Linked DNA regions of Mus musculus: region 1 is linked to region 2. A link is a contact called in public promoter capture Hi-C data. All regions are on one chromosome and are shown on one strand. Each heading gives the region's core, a stretch centred on a gene start, on an enhancer-like site or on the middle of the called end of the contact. The rest is flanking DNA. Distances are from core to core; before and after follow the strand shown. Region 1 has its middle 25 kb from the start of Gm26104. Region 2 holds the start of Exo1 (exonuclease 1).

Region 1 (4,458 bases), core at 117-2,616, 840 kb after region 2:
TAACTGGTCCTGTTCTCACCTTTTTGTCTTGGTGTGTGACCAACCGACTGCAAGAGCAAAAGCTACAGGACCGACCAGACCTGGGTTAGAATCTCAAAGCTATGTACCTAAATAAACCTTTCCTCTACTTGAATTTATTAGTGTCCTGGGTACTTTGTTTGAGTGACAGATAGTTAACTAGAACAAGTTTCATAAAAAAAAAAAAGCCAAGTATGATAGATCAAATGACAGTTTTAATTCAATCAGGAAGGTTATCATTTAGAGGACTCCTATAAAAAATACTTTTGTAAAGCTGAAAATTCGCCTGTAGTATGTGTGTTAAGTATACATTACACTAAGTACAAATTAAATAAGAATGCTCAGAACATGGTTTTGGATGCAGAATTAATTTGGATTTGCTCCAATGCTTGTTGATAGCTCGGTCATATCTCTGAATAGTCAGTCTCCATATTCTCCCAGTGCAGGCAACTGACAACTGAATTCTCTCAGCACCTGCTTCATGCCTTGAACTTTTTGTTTGTCGAATGGATGAACATCTTGAGGGTACATTAAACAATATAAAAGCAATTTATATTGTTTAATACATAAGCCAAGGGATGTATGCCTTTCTTTGGTACCAAGAGGCAATTTTAAATGAAAATATGCATCAGCTTTTGAAAAGGTTTAACCATGTTTAAGAATGACGGGTCTTCTGGTGGTAAGTGACATTACCCTGAATTTTCTAGGACAGCTAACATTTATCCCATACATTGTCAGAGAGACCAGCACACTGTGTAGAACAGAGAGAGAAGAGAAACACAGGCAGTGGCCAGCCTACTCAGGAACTGTCAACAGTATTAGTCAAGGGCTAGATCAGAACCTCATTATTGTGAAACCTGCCGGAGAAAACAGAAACAAGAACACAATCCACGACTTTGGATACATTTGGAGCACCTGTTATGGGCCAGCCCATAAATCATTCACAATCTATGTCCTGTTGAGGCTCACATTCCAGTCAAGAAAAGAAGCAAAGGCATAGCTGATCAAGGTGAAGCCTCCTGAGATAATCTGCATAACAATGCCAGGACTTGGGAGGGAAAGGGAAGCTTATCCCAGAGAGCAGAACTGGAGAAGCTCGGATTAGGAAGCAGTCATTGCGTAGACCTTGCTGTCTCTACTGTCCCTAGGGTCCTTTTACCATGTTTGTAACCCATTCTTGCTTGCACGTTTCTACTTCTTGTGTTCCATGTGTCTGACTTTTTGGAACACTGTCCTCAGTTGGCAGGAGCTGCATGTTTGGCCAGCAAATGTCATAAGGGGAGGACCTGGAGGCTTATGTGCCCCACCCTCACCACTGGCAGCTCTTAAGCAACAACTAACTAGGAAGAAGAGCTCAGAGTCCAGATGCTCGCCCCAGGGTTGGGGCAACCGAGTCCCCTGCCCCATGAGGGTGACTCAGCTTCTGAGCCACCTTTTGCTGGGTCCCTTTCCTTTCCCTCTCCCAGTTCCTTCCAAAAGGGCAACATAAACCCCATTTCTCTCCATTTAAGGACCAGGCCTGATTTCAAAAAGGGCCCTAAGGCACTAGCTTCAGGAATAGGCCATAGGTCTCAGAAACTAAGTCATAAGACACCAGCTCTAGGAACAGACCATAAAATCCAGAACAAGATCATAAAACCCAAAGAACTGCCTGGGGATAACCACAAAAATGAGGAAACATCTCAGAATGCACTGGGTGGTCCTATTTCATCGCATGGTTAAATGTTCAAGACTGGAATGCGGACCACACCTGTGACTCCCTAGCAACCATCAATGAAATTTCAGATTACCTAATCTTTCTAGACAGTTCCACCAGTTCCCTAAAGAAGGCCTGCGTGCTTTTGCCTGGGGTCGCCATTTTAGAGAATGACTAACTCCACTCGGGCGCGCACACAGGCACGCAGGCACGCACGCGCGCGCGCGCGCGCGCACGCACGCACACACACACACACACACACACACACACACACACACACACACACGCACGCACGTGCGCACGCTGGTTTCTGCAGAATAAATGCTCTTGGTCTTTGCATGCTATCTGAGTCTGGGGTCTTCCCTCGGCGACTTTCTGACCTTACAGTCCCCTGTTCATTGGTTTCTCACAAACACAGTTCTAACCTACAAGTATGCTTCCAGGCCACTGGGCTGGAATGCATGGATACATTTTTTTCTTGTTACTTCTCTCCCGCACCCTACCCCCTTTGCCCCCCAGGAGAAGATGGTGTTCTAGTAATAATAAAGAATGGGCATCAAAGTTCAAAGCCAGGTGGCCTGTGGCCTGGGCTGAGCTGGGGATTTAGATAGGACAAGAATGATAAGCAGGGGACTGGGGGATATAGTTCAGATGGTCAACTGCTTTCTTAGCAAGGTCTCAGTTCAGTCCGCAGTGCTGTTAAACTGGTCATGACTGCACACAGCTATGATGCCAGTACTGGGAGAAGCAAGGTTAGGAAGCAAGTCTGTGAGAAACCAGTGAACAAAGGAACTAGGCAAGGGAGAGGAAAGGGGCCCGGCTAAAGAGAGAGGGTCTTGAATTCAAGGTCATCTCCAGCTACACACTGTGAATGTGGGTGCAGTGAAACCAGCAGACTAGACCACGCTGTGGGAAGAAGGGAAGGTTTATGGAGGACCGAACTGCCAGGCTGTCTCTTAAAGGCAGAGAGAACAGCAAATGGCATGAAAAACCTTGCCAGTTTTAAGGGGACAGGTAGCAGTGTGTGTGGGGTCCGGGGATATGCAGGTTAGAACAGCCTGATTGGGGCGGGGGGCTTTGATTTGTTGCAGGCTTGTTTTCATTAACCAGGGACCAATGACCTCTTGAAGCAGTTGGCTAAGGAGGGGTTGGGAGGAGGACTAGGCAAGTATTGGCTTTTCCCGACAAACAGAAAACTACTTCCAAGACTTCTGAGAGTTTAGGATTTTTGTTTACCCCCTAACAATCCTTCGTTTATCCAGTCAGAGGCAGGCTGAGCTGAGCCCAGGTTGTCATTTAGGACATTGTCAGTGGCACCGCCATTTGGGAGCCTGCTTTGGACCCAACACACAGTGAATTGCAGGTCAGTCTGGGCTACATGAGACAGCAGAGAGAAGAGATAGATAGATAGATAGATAGATAGATAGATAGATAGATAGATAGGATAGGTAAAATAATCTTATTTTATTTTATCAAGATACCATCTCAGCATAATGCTGTCTGGGCAGCTCAGCTGGCATAATATTTAGGTATAGTTTACTTCAAAGACCACCACTCTTCATATATCTTTTTAAATATACATGTGCATGTCTGTATAATCTGTGTGTCTCTGTGTGTGTGTGTGTGTGAGTGTCTGTGTCTTCCTGTGTATATATAAATGTTTTACATATACACTGAGGAAAACCATGAAGGCCCTTGAAGACAGACTTGGGTACTGAAAGGCCAATCTGCCCCTGATGAGCTCACTAAGCACGACTCAAGAACCTATCACAGCAAAGTTCATTCTAAAGTACATCTGATACCCTGTCCTAATTTTTAATCCACCCCAGTTAGTTTTAAACTTTACTACATAGATCATGAAAAATAAATGCCCGGAATCGTTAGTCAATAAGGAAACAAAGGAAAGCCAAGACAGCTTTAGAAAAAATAGAGTCCACAACAACATATGTCTTTCTTTTTAAACTTTCATTTCTATGGCTGTGATAAAAATACCCTGAGTACAGGCAACTTAGAGAAGTAAGGGTTTATTTGCTGTATCGTTTCAGGTTACAGTCCATGTCTGCAGGAAGGAGTTTGAGGCAGCTGGCCACACTATATCTGTCGTCTACATCTACACGAGTACACCCTTGCTGCCTGTTTCTCTTCATATTTCTACAGTCAAGACTCAGCCCATGCAATGGCAGTATTCCTAGTGGGCTAGGTCAGATAACAGTCAAGATAATTCCTCAGAGACATGCCCACTGGCCCATCTGATAAAGACATTATTCAATCAAGACACTAGGTGATTCTCAGTTGACAAACTTGACATCTAAAAGCAACCATCATGGTTTTCAAAGCTACGGGAATTCCTAAAGCTAAAAGGACTGGCAAAAATTTGTATTTGTAAAGATATGGAGGGACAGGAAAGAATAAGAAAAATATTTTCAACAAATGGTGCTGGAATAGTTACAGTTGTACAGTAGCTTTTATTGACAAAAAACTAGGTCAAAATAATAATAATAATAAATAGATGAGCTAAAACTAAAAGATTCATAGAAGAAAATATAAGGAAAAATGTCACAATACTGCATTTATAAGACAATCTGGGGCATAAGTACAATGAGGTACTACTAAGACATTCTGAGATTAAACATAAGAATGAACCTGGAGGACATTGTGCTGAGTCAGCTTACAACCTCACCTACTGTGGAATCTGATAAGGTCAAAGCAACAGAAACAAGAAGCTAGGACTGAAGGTATGAGGC
Region 2 (4,439 bases), core at 698-3,197:
TAAAATTTTTCATTCAGATAGATAGAAAGATATATTGTGTGTGTGTGTGTTTTACCACAATATAACAAAGAAAAGAGGACATTAGCCAGATCTGGGCATTTTCTATAACTGTAAATCCACATTCTTTCAGAAAGTCTAATGACTTAAAGTCAATTTGTTTGGGCAAAGAAAAAGATTTACTTGAAAACCAATGATGGTGTAGCTCCCCAACAAAGCCCAGCCTCCTTGGGGCTGCAGTCACGAATATGATCTAGGGATTTGCTGGGGGAACATATCACTGGGGTAGTAGTCCGCCTTACCAGTGCACCAGGTACTCTGTGTTAATTAGTACTTATATATTAATGGATGTTTGGGGTTCTGTAAGTTTAAAGAAAGGTAACACAACAGATAATACCATCGTGCATCTTTTGAGTTCCTTTCCTGGAGAATAACTAATTTGTCACTGAATTGTTAGGATATTAAAGGTGAACCCAGAGAGCAGAGAGGATCACACATGGTATCTTTACATGGAGGGCAAGAGAGAGAAAAGCTTTTTTTTTTACAGACATGGGCAGGGAAGATTCTTATTTTAAAAGATCCTGACAGAATGTAAAAGGTCACAGAAGCCCTGAAATTGGCAAGATTGATGTCACTGTTAGCAGAACTAGCTTCACTGATTTAGAAAAAATAGAGGTGCACAATGCTCTGGCCACTCCTTGAACCTGTGTGTCTGCCAATGTTTTGACCATTCCTTGAACCCATGTGTGTGCCCACTGCTGCACCTCACTGCCAGGTGTTTGTGATATTGGTTGCTGGGAGAGTCAGAAAATCTCCCCAGCAACCACAGCCCAGCCAATCCGGAGTTGCTACACCTGCACCAGACTCTTTCCTTGTACCCCTCCCATACCCATTTCTTGAGAATAGACATTGTTTAGATCTGGAAATCCCCTACTCCCCCCTTCTCCTTCCCCCCAGGGCCTATAAAAACTGAGACCCCTTTCCCCTCAGGGTCGACTCCTCTACTCCTGCGTGGGATGTGAGTCGTCCCCAGAGCTCTAGCTTTCCCCGAATAAAGCCTCATGTGGTTTGCATCAAGCTTGGTCTCTCATGAGTTCTTGGGTGTCCGCTATTGTCCTGAGGCCTGAGCGAGGGGCTCCTCTCGGAGTCTTTCAATTTCACACTTAGATAGCTTCAGTCAGAGGAGTCTGCTGGGGCAAAGACAGTAAGAGACTAAATTATGTACAGTCCGGCTGTGTGACTTCTAAAATTAGTAAGTTTTTAAAAGTCCATTAAGAAGAGAAACTAGAGGGGTTTTCTTTCCTTGATAACACTAGGAAATGTGACCCAATACAACCAACAATATACAGGGTTTAATAACTTGAACCATTGGGCCATTTTGTTTCTTAGTTATAAGGATAACATTTTCCCAACTCGTATCAGGGATAAAGCCATATAATGAATAAAGTGGGTAAGCGCAGACTATAATCAAACTATAGCAACATGAAAGCTTTGTACAAAACTTCAATTTGCATAGAGGTGAGGATGTTTCGGAGACGAAAGACTGTGGTGTTGGCCTGGAATTAAGCAACTATGAACTGGGCTCCTTTTCCGGGTTTAAAATAACAAAATATGTTTGACTCCAAGTTGGGAGTTCTTTAGCACGCATGTACCTGGATCCAGTGGCTTGGTCAAGGGAGAACTACAACTCCCAGCAGCACCGGCGAGAGCGCAACTTCCGGGCCTAGAGTTTCTCTTGCCCCCTCCCTTACCACCACCCCACTTCTCTCACAAACAAGCCGACTTTTCGCTTCTAGCGTCGCCGAGTTCGAGATGGCATTGGCCATTGGCGGCGGACTTCCTACCTTGCAAGGAAGGGCTCAGGACTCGGCTAAGAGGAAAGTCGGGTCATAGAAAGCGGGAGGTGGAGGCTGCGGCTCAGGACGCCCAGGGACGTCATGTCCGCTGGGCGGGGCTTCCCGATCCCGCGCAAATCGAAAGGTCCATGGCTGCGCTTGCAGCAGCCGCTCGCCGCCGTTCTGAACCCCAGGTGAGCGAGCGAGCCCCTATGCGGGCGGCCGGGCGGTCACTGGAGCAGCGGGCCGTGTGGAGGAAAGTGGGGTCCCCATGACTCTGATCCACGTGCCTTCTGCCCCTCGGCGCGAAACCCGGATCTCCGGGAAGTGAGCGGGAGCGTGGAGCGCCTGCAGGCGACTGCCTCGGCCTCCGGGTCTCCCGCTTTCCGCAGAGGCGGGCTGACGTGTGTCCTTACCAACACTCGTACCTAGCGATGAATTCCCTTTGTATATGCTCTCTCCTGTGCAGGTTTGAGGAGCCACGGCGCCTGGAATGGACTTGTGTGCTATGCCTGTTCGTTCGGGAGACGGGACTAAGGTGAAGCCGCTGCTGCTGTTACCTCGGGTACCACCGGCGACCTTCTGGTGTTGATGCGCCACATGGCACTCAGTCACTTCTATACTAAAGAGGAAATATTTATTCGAGATTTAGTTGGCCTAGAAGAAAGAAACTTAAGGAAATTTCACGAAATGTAATTATGTCCCTCCCCCACCCCAACCCCCCCCCCCCCCAGCATGCACGAAATCATGTTTTAGAGACGTTGTCTTTTAAACGTAGTGGACTCGTTTTACACAGACCCACCTGCACCCAAATTGGCTGATGTTTAAAATTACGGGTTCATGCCCCCCTTTAGGGATTCATAGTTAATGGGCATGACCTTAAAGGTAAATGAATCTCTCAAGTGTCAGGGCTGCTAGCTAAGGGCATGGCCACTTTCCTGTGGTGTCAACAGGGCACCTCTGGCTTATCCCATAGTCTTTAAGAACATGATCTTAGGTCTGTTGAATCAGGTGCCTGTCCCTGTGACCTCACTGCTGAGAGAGGGGAAGGTAAGAGTGGAAAATCCCAGAGAGCTCAGCCTAAGACCTAACTAGCCTGGTGGACGCAGCTCAAACAAACAAGGTGGACTGCCTTTCACATCCTCCGATTCAAACTCCATCACGCATGCATCATACACAGAAAGAATAGTTGCAGAGGGTAATAGCCTTTGCTCTTGCAACCATGAGGACCTAAGTTAGAATCCTCCCCCCAGCCCCCTCCCCATTAAAACCCCCTGTGCCTGAGCCTGCTGGTAACTGCAGAGATTGGGAGGCAGAGGTGGCAGATCCCAAGACCTCATTGGGCCTAGTTGGTTCCGTAACACCCTGCCTCAAGGTGATAGACAGGTAGCAATAGAGGAAGACACCCAATGCCTTGCTCTGGGCTCTGCATGGATGTACCCACACACTCATTACATGCACACACTCCCTAATACAAATACCTGATCTTAGATGGTAATACTGTATTGGGAAGTGGCAAGCAGCTGCTGGAGTTGGAGTAGGAAGGCGGGGGTGGGGTGGGGGGGGGTGTTAGTTGCTTTGAAGGGGCTGCCATCTCCAGGACTTCCATGTAAGGACCTAGAAGGGAATGGAAATTATAACTGTTTGTTTCTTGAAGCTGTTTTGCACATCAAACACGGCTTCATGTGTCTTTGGTATAGCCTTCAATGAATCTGATGAAATTTCCCCTAGATGCCACCATGGCTAATTACCAGGGTATTGCTTGGAATAAACCATTCTGGTAGTGTGGGATTGCTGACATGCTTTTCAGTTGAAATGTCTGTCCTTCTCCAAACTTTGGAGTTTCTACACTGAACTTTGGATGCGCCCCTTTAATATAGGGGTGAATATGATACCATAGCATGCAGTGTTATAGGCTCATAGTCCTCTTTTTATGAAAGGAGAGACTCAGTTTTAATGTCTGAGTCCAAGTGTTAAGAGAGATAAGAGCCCACGTTAGGATTGTAAGTATGGAAGCATTTTTGGAAACAAATAACCACGAAGGAACTCCCCAGTGGTGTTCAGGTGAGTGTTGGTGATTAATGAAGTTCTGAGCTACAGAAGTTGCCCGAGAGAAGGCCAATCATTAGCTAAATGTTACTGTCGGTGCTAGACTCCACACTGAATTTCTAAAGCTTTTTGGTAAATCAGCCTTGGTTTCATGTTGCTCTCCTCCCTTTTTCCTTCATGTAGTTAACTTGGCACGATGGGGATTCAAGGGTTACTTCAGTTCATCCAAGAAGCTTCTGAACCTGTCAACGTGAAGAAGTACAAAGGACAGGCAGTGGCTGTGGATACCTACTGTTGGCTTCACAAAGGGGCTATTGCTTGTGCTGAAAAGCTAGCCAAAGGGGAACCTACAGATAGGTGAGTTTGCAGTGTATATCACTTGGTTTGAGAGCTAGAATGGTATGCTTTCTGTTTTTGGGTCAGCCCCAGGTATTTCAGGCTGGCCGGGGATTTGCTATAGCCAAGGATGACCTGGAGGAGGAGTCTAATCCATTGTGCCGCCACTGCCCAGCTTCCTGTATGCCAGGGACTGAGCCCAGGGCATCATGCATGCTAAGC

Evidence for each region. Promoter capture Hi-C pulls out the DNA fragments that hold promoters and counts their contacts.
Region 1: a promoter capture Hi-C map of liver shows a contact between it and region 2, with 2.2 times the contacts expected there. The contact joins the enhancer-like site here to the promoter of Exo1 in region 2. A contact is called at or near these places in 8 of 39 promoter capture datasets (the 3T3-L1 cell line, 3T3-L1-derived adipocytes, the C10 cell line and 5 more), 1 of 484 Hi-C or Micro-C datasets (B cells) and 3 of 115 datasets of contacts at active chromatin or transcription factors (bone marrow-derived macrophages and stem cell-derived neural progenitor cells).

Annotation. Positions count from the first base shown.
Region 1 is chr1:176,723,200-176,727,657 of GRCm38.p6, forward strand. No RefSeq gene overlaps it. Among named protein-coding and RNA genes, the nearest start is that of Gm26104, 25 kb to the left of the region's middle. Within about 2 kb of position 1,367, at least 28 of the 459 cell types and tissues checked have an H3K27ac peak or open chromatin away from gene starts, as enhancers often do. A contact at or near this core is called in liver, where this site is marked.
Region 2 is chr1:175,878,831-175,883,269 of GRCm38.p6, forward strand. Exo1 (exonuclease 1) reads left to right here and starts at 1,948. Exons shown (of 15, transcript NM_012012.4): 1 at 1,948-2,026; 2 at 2,302-2,370; 3 at 4,065-4,238. The coding sequence starts at 4,078. Gm36360 (a long non-coding RNA gene) reads right to left here and starts at 1,925. Exons shown (of 3, transcript XR_373723.2): 1 at 1,842-1,925.